2 separate regions of the Lactuca sativa genome follow, and region 1 is linked to region 2. A link is a contact called in public Hi-C data. All regions are on one chromosome and are shown on one strand. Each heading gives the region's core, a stretch centred on a gene start, on an enhancer-like site or on the middle of the called end of the contact. The rest is flanking DNA. Distances are from core to core; before and after follow the strand shown.

The links. Hi-C and Micro-C count contacts between places; a contact is called where the count stands out from the background.
Region 1: a Hi-C map of leaf shows a contact between it and region 2, with 4 times the contacts expected there. The contact joins the promoter of LOC111896224 here to the promoter of LOC111889973 in region 2. A contact is called at or near these places in 2 of 4 Hi-C or Micro-C datasets (both in leaf).

The regions. Positions count from the first base shown.
Region 1 is chr5:31,527,945-31,531,609 of Lsat_Salinas_v11, forward strand. It overlaps LOC111896224 (E3 ubiquitin-protein ligase RGLG2), which reads left to right and starts at 2,029. Exons shown (of 11, transcript XM_023892236.3): 1 at 2,029-2,260; 2 at 2,707-3,051; 3 at 3,125-3,265; 4 at 3,334-3,447; 5 at 3,548-3,645. The coding sequence starts at 2,739.
Region 2 is chr5:31,347,881-31,351,393 of Lsat_Salinas_v11, forward strand. LOC111889973 (3-beta-hydroxylase) reads left to right here and starts at 1,274. Exons shown (of 2, transcript XM_023886126.2): 1 at 1,274-2,195; 2 at 2,631-3,459. The coding sequence starts at 1,308. The coding sequence ends at 3,245.

The sequences.
Region 1 (3,665 bases), core at 779-3,278, 180 kb after region 2:
AGGGATGATGCGTTAAAGTTGGTCCGAAACCCTTGTTAGAGACGTTCCCTTTCTAAAAAAAGAGATGATGTGTAAAATACATTTTTATTAATGTTGTATTTACTAAGATATTACTTAAATTATATCGTATTAAATCATGGTTCGGTTTTTATTATTGTTCTGAAATCATATTTGTAAAGCATATATTGGCCTATGTTTTGTATTGTACTTATTGCATGTTTTGAATTTTGATTTAGAAAGATGTGAAAAACGAAGAAAACGTGATCACAAAAAATAAATAGGTAAAGAAGCATGTATCCTTAAATTTCCCTAAGGAAAAACTCCTTTAGATAAAGTATTTTTTTAAATAAATAATAATAACATTCTTAATATTAGCTTTATGTGATAATAAAAGTAATTTGAAACCTTACACCATAAAACGGGTTACCTTGGTTTACAGCAAAGTTTTGTGTTTTTCTAATTGTAGACTTTTCGGCAATTTATAGTTTTATACCATTGCAATATTATTCTTTAAAATACGTCTCATTAATTTTCTGTTTACTTCTAAATAAATATAATAACAACCTTCTTTCATATATGTTGCCCATTATAACAATGCTACAAAAGCCTATGTTTGCTACTTTTAAACATGTTTATCCAAAATCATTTTTTTTCTTTTGGTGCAAAAACTCAAAACTTAAGGAGGTTTTTTGGCTTCCATTCTTGGTTACCATGCCATATGGCAACCACTTTGGTGATCGTAAAAGCTGACTATTAAAAAAGAGAAAAAAAAGTGTGACCTAGTTTCAAAGATAACTTTTAGGTATCTAAAGCAACATATGTTATAATTTTCTTTTTCTTATACTTATATAGATAGTCTACACCAAGATATGTCAACAATAGAGTTCATATTATTTTTAAGTATAGTCTCATGATGCCATTATTTATGGTAGATGAGATATTCCAAATTTATCGCAATGTATAATTGGATTCTTTCTGGAAGCATGTTGTACAATGTAGAGAGCTCACGTGTTTTAAGTATCGATATGATATGGTTAAGGATGTTTCTTTTTAACATATTTAAATGCATTAATGTTTATGCTAATAAAAAAACACATGTAAATTTTTTGACTAATGTTTTCGAAAGAAGATCAACACTTAAACCACAATGTATGCAAGTTTTGGATGAGAATATATGAGGGAAACATAAATATGTTGATCTAACAAGGGTTTTGTGAGTTTGAGAAACGAATGGTTTATTATAAGACATCTTTATTTAAAAGTTGTATTATGTAAAGTTTCAAAACAAATGAAAACATGCATCAATAATCAATGCTTTATGATATCACTCTTGTTTGATATTTTTAGTTTTGTAGTATGGATTGTGGAGGTTCTCAATAAAATACAATTAATCTTGTATATAGTAATTTTATAACTTCAAAATTTATAATAAGATTTATCATCGTAATTTTTCAAAACAAGAATAATTTTACAATTCATCATAAAGTATTAGAAAGATATGTTGTTGTCTTTTTTTTTATACTAAATATTAATATAATAATTTGTCAAAGCGCGTCTAATCGCGTTATGCAGCGAGTTTTTTTTTCTTCTGATCCACCCTAAAATAATTGAATTTTTGTTAATTTTTTTATACTAAATATTAATATAATAATTCTAAAAACTTGATATATTTGATAAAATTCAATATTTATATGATTTGTTTTAAAAAAAAAATTATATAAAATTGTCGCGTCTTGAAAAACGTGATGGCTCGTCAAGATTTGTCATGACTTAACTTTTATCATGCTGCCAAGCGCATCAAATTATTTATTTAGAACCTTGTTTAAAATCGTCCATTCAAGCTAATTGAAATCAATATTTAAAATTGATTCTTGTTAAGTTATAATTATACAACCATCCAAACGCCCGCTAACAAACAGAAAAGAATGCCCTCGTCCGAATATACGGTCGATCAGCGTCGAGACCCGTGACTCACGGGTTGACACAGTGATAATAGTCGTCATAACCGATAAGCACCGTCGAACCAAAAGGATATACATATATAGCTCACCTACACAACCAGAAGGAACCTTCCCCGAATTAACTACCACTTAGCTTATTCGCACTCAATCCATTCGTATTTTGTTTATTTTGTCAATCCTTTTCCACCTACAAACAAACCCTTGTTATCTCCCTTTCACTTTCACTTTCACTTTCGCTCGAATCTTTTCTTCATTCAGTCCCTCACCGATTCTTGAAGAGGCTATCCACAATTTCTTAGGTAAATCTTCTTATGTTCGACTTTTCTGATTTGGGTTTGTTCGAAAGTTCAATTTTATCGATGCAAATCATGTCAATTTTGATTTTTGAAGTATGCTTTCTTTCTCAGCAATCAGGAAATAGCGACCTGTATGACCTTTTAATGTCAACCTATAGGTCTTCAAAATCAAAATTGCTATGATTTTCTTATTAATTAAATTAAACACCATCTTCAGTTCTTGTAGATCTTAATGTTAATTTTCAATCCAATGAATTGATTTTTCTTTAAAAATGAAATTTGACATTGAATTGGGTTGCTACTTGCTAGTTTAACATCAATAGTCAAAATGTAGCATTCTTTACACTCTACGTTCTCGAATTGATAGTGGATATCAAGATTTGATAGAGTAAACTATATTTCACCCACATTAATTTATTGTTTCGTGCATGTATGTATTGATTCTTCAGAAATCAAAACCCGTGAAGACTGGATTGAGTTCATGGGTGGCAAAAGTTCAAAGAGATCTGTTTCAGGTCGTTATGCATCATATGGCTCGACCTCAAATTCATGGGCCTATCCGCAACCATCGTATCCTCAACCTCCAGTGAGCCAACCGTATGCTTCACCTTCTCCATATCAAAGCTATCCTAATCAAGCTCCCGCAGTTAAGAAGAAACTCGAGAGAAAATATTCAAGAATCGATGATAACTACAACAACTTAGAGCAGGTTACAGATGCCCTGGCGCGTGCGGGTTTGGAATCATCAAATTTGATTGTCGGTGTAGATTTCACCAAAAGCAACGAATGGACAGGTTCGATTAAAACATTAGGGTTTCTCAATTTTCAATAAAAGCTTTTGACATTTCAAACTTTTTTCAATTTTAGGTGCAAGATCGTTTCATAGAAGATGCTTGCATCACATTGGAAACGAAATGAATCCTTATGAAGAAGCAATTTCGATAATTGGAAGGACATTAGCTTCCTTCGATGAGGATAATTTAATTCCTTGTTTTGGATTTGGAGATGGTATGTACTGTGACACTGTCACTGTTACTCTATCACTGTCACTGATTGTAATGTATATAATTTTCCAGCTTCAACGCATGATCAAGAAGTCTTCAGTTTCCTTCCGGATGATAAATTTTGTGATGGATTTGAAGAGGTTTTAAGAAGATACAGAGAATTAGTACCTCAACTACGACTTGCAGGTGGTGAATGGTGATTCTGTTTTCTATAAGTTGTAATTATTTTATTATTATTATTATATTTGTAAAGGTTAATTTATCTTGTTTTTATCCCTCTAAACAGGACCTACCTCATTTGCACCTATTATTGAAATGGCTATCACTATTGTTGAGCAAAGTGGTGGTCAATATCATGTCTTATTAATAATAGCCGATGGGCAGGTAAATTTATTATTAGCCAT
Region 2 (3,513 bases), core at 24-2,523:
ATCCCAGTATCTTCATCAACCTTAATCTAAAGCTTCATAACATCTCCGCAAGTTGGGGCACCCACAAGCCCTATTCCAATGGTAGGATCTTGTCGAAGTAATCGTCTTCCGTGAGTTCCCTAGTAAGGCCCTCGCTTAGCTTAGCGAAGAACACACCATCTGCTACAAATCAATACGTAAAAACAAATTACACTAATATGTATGACAATTAGACATCACATCAACCTGCACTGATTTGAAGATGAAATTGCAATGATTTAGAGAAACAAATCGATCGGAAAAAAGAAGAAAGGCTCTAATTTGCAAAACCAAAAATTACTTGTGTCGTTGGTGCGTTGTTGCGCAGGAGTAGAGGTCGCATTGGTGCACTGGTATGTGTCATGGTGAATGTTGATGACGACAATGGTGGGGCGATGTAGGTGAACTGGTTGAAGTCCGACAGCAACCAGCTACAAACACTGTTGATGCACTCTTCGACCGTCTATGTTGGACCGCTTCGCTTGTCGCAGTCCCGACTGCGTTTTCTTGCTCCTTCCACAAAGGTTGTGGCGGAGGCGGTGTCACCAAAGACTAAATCGGAGAAGATGAAAAATCAAGAAGCGAGGTTTGACCAAAATCGGAGAAAATATGGAAAAAATGAAGAAGGTATAGATGAATATGAGGGTGAAATCGATGTAAAGGCGGTAGAAAGCGGTGGGAAGCAGATGGAATATGTGAGGGAATGAAAAGTTGATCAATTGAGAAGAAGCCGGTCACTACTGGACAAACTATTTAGCCGATGCACAGTAAGAATTGGAGCCGAACTTGAAACCAACCAGTCAAACATAAGATAGTTTAGCTTGGTTCAAAACCGAACAATGTAAATAAGCACACTTGAGTTTTATTGTATGATAAATATGTTTGAATAAGTAAAACTTGACTATGAAGTGTAATAATCTATTACATTACTTGGTATATACTATTATGTTCATTCCATTTATTTGTTATATACTAGACTACTACTAGTATTTCACAATCACAAACGTCTAACTTCAAATTTGGAAAAGAAAAATAGTACTGAATATGGTTCAATTTTTCTATACACTAAAAATATTAATCCTAAGCTTTTGTATTATTTTAAATTGTATATACATGTTAGTTTTTTTAATTGATATATTTGTTATATATCCATGTTTATCTCAATACCGCTTGATATTGACGTATTTCAGGTCCACTTTGTACAAAGTCTAAACGTTGACTTTGAATTTATAAGCATATTGAGTCATTATTCAAAGTTGTTTAGCAAAGTAGATTGCAGATTTGCAGCCATGTTTCCCTCTGTAGAGACTTTGATCCTCTTCTTAACACCATTTTTCCTTTTGATGATTTTTATCCATATCAAATGGATTTCATCGCATTCGAATGCTACCAAAAACTTACCACCATCTGTACGAAGGTTTCCAATCATCGGAAACCTACACCAACTAGGCTCAGCCCCTCACCGTTCTCTGAGGACATTAGCCCAGAAACATGGTCCGCTAGTCTTGATTCATTTAGGCAGCGTGCCTGTAGTTCTAGCTTCCTCCGCTGAAGCAGCTCAAGAAATCATGAAAACCCATGATCTAATATTCTCAAACAGACCCGATATGGGTATTCTCAATAGATTGACTTACAATGCTAAAAACGTAGGATTTGCAGGTTATGGAGAATATTGGAGGCAGGCAAAAAGTCTTCATGTCCTCCACCTCCTAAGTGCAAAAAGAGTTGACTTGTTCCAACATGTCAGAGAAGACGAGATAGCTCTTATGATCAATATGATTGAAAACAACAGTGATTGTGTGATCGACTTAAGCAAGATTATTGTCTCGCTTACGAGTGATATCATCTGTCGGATAGCTTTGGGACGGAAATATGACAAGAAGTTTACTGACTTGACAACGAGGTTAATGGAGATGTTGGGTGTGTTTAGCGTTGGAAGCTATATTCCATATCTTTCGGTTGTGGATCGTTTAATTGGTTTGGAAGCAAGAGCGGATAAACTTGCGAAAGAATTTGATGTGTTTCTGGAGGGTGTAATCGAAGACCACTCGGATAGAAATATAAGAATGGTTAGTGGTGGTGGAAGGCAAGATGTGGTTGACATCTTACTAGAAATTCAAAGAGAACAAACCACCGACTTTCTTGTTCATAGAGATACCATTAAAGCTTTAATCTTGGTAAGCAAATGTCCTAAACTTTTAATATTAGTCTAGAAGACGCAACTTCTATCCTTTTACTAAATAACCAAAATTCCGAAATTGGGTGTTTCCGTTTTTTAATGGTATAGTGTGTTCAGTACAAAAATGATACATTTTTTTGAAATTTTGGATTTGGGATATGTTTTTTAAATTTTGGAAAAGTTTCTTTTTTTACTTTGTTTAGCCCAAAATCTGAAATTTACTTTTTTTTTTTTTTGGTATGACATCAAGTTATTTTGAGACAAAGCAGATTTATCCTGAAATATACATTTTCGGGCATGATGGCCATATGGCTAACTAAACAAAATTGTGTCATTTTCCTATATTTTCTCCCAATCATGTGGTCAGTTTTGTGATTATCCCTATATAAATCTTGGAGAAGTAGTTAGTTTAAACTTTCTATGTTTGATGAAGGAAATGTTTGTTGCTGGGACGGATACTACATTCACAACTCTTGAGTGGGCAATCTCTGAGCTAATAAGACATCCAAGAGCAATGAAAAGACTCTTACAAGAACTAAGAGAAATAGCCCAACAAAAACCTAGAATCACAGAGGAAGATCTAGAGAACACACAACACCCATACTTAGAAGCTGTACTAAAAGAGAGCATGCGGTTGCATACTCCACTTCCACTACTTGTTCCTCGAGAATCAACACAAGATGTCAAACTTATGGACTACGACATTGCAGTTGGAACTCGGGTGATGATTAATGCATGGGCGATATCAAGAGATCCTAATATATGGGAAGAACCAGAAGAGTTTATGCCAGAAAGATTCTTGAATAGTAGCATTGACTACAAAGGTCTTGACTTTGAACTTCTTCCCTTTGGTGGGGGGAGAAGAAAGTGCCCTGGTATTCATTTTGCTATGGCTATTAACAAGCTTGCTTTAGCAAATTTAGTGTACAAGTTTGACTTCAAAGTGCCAAATGAAGGGAAAGTGGAAGAATTGGACATGAGTGAGTCTAGTGGGCTTACAGTCCATAGGAAGTACCCTTTGCTTGTTATACCAAATACTCGTTTTTAGATTTTATTCAAAGTTTGATGCTACATTGATCTAGGGTAGTAGGATACCTTGGAAAACATTTGTTTGATAATCCCTAAATTTTATAGCTTGTGTCTATTGTTTTTAGTTGTCAAAATATGTATATGTATATGAATGTTTATGTGTGCTTTAACTTTGGTAAGAATATTCCCCAAAAAAGTTATCTTTGTAGAAATGACAAATGGAAGTCTTTTAACATGCATTTGCACTGTTATTTCATATTTTGGGATGCACTACAAGAGTTAAGGCT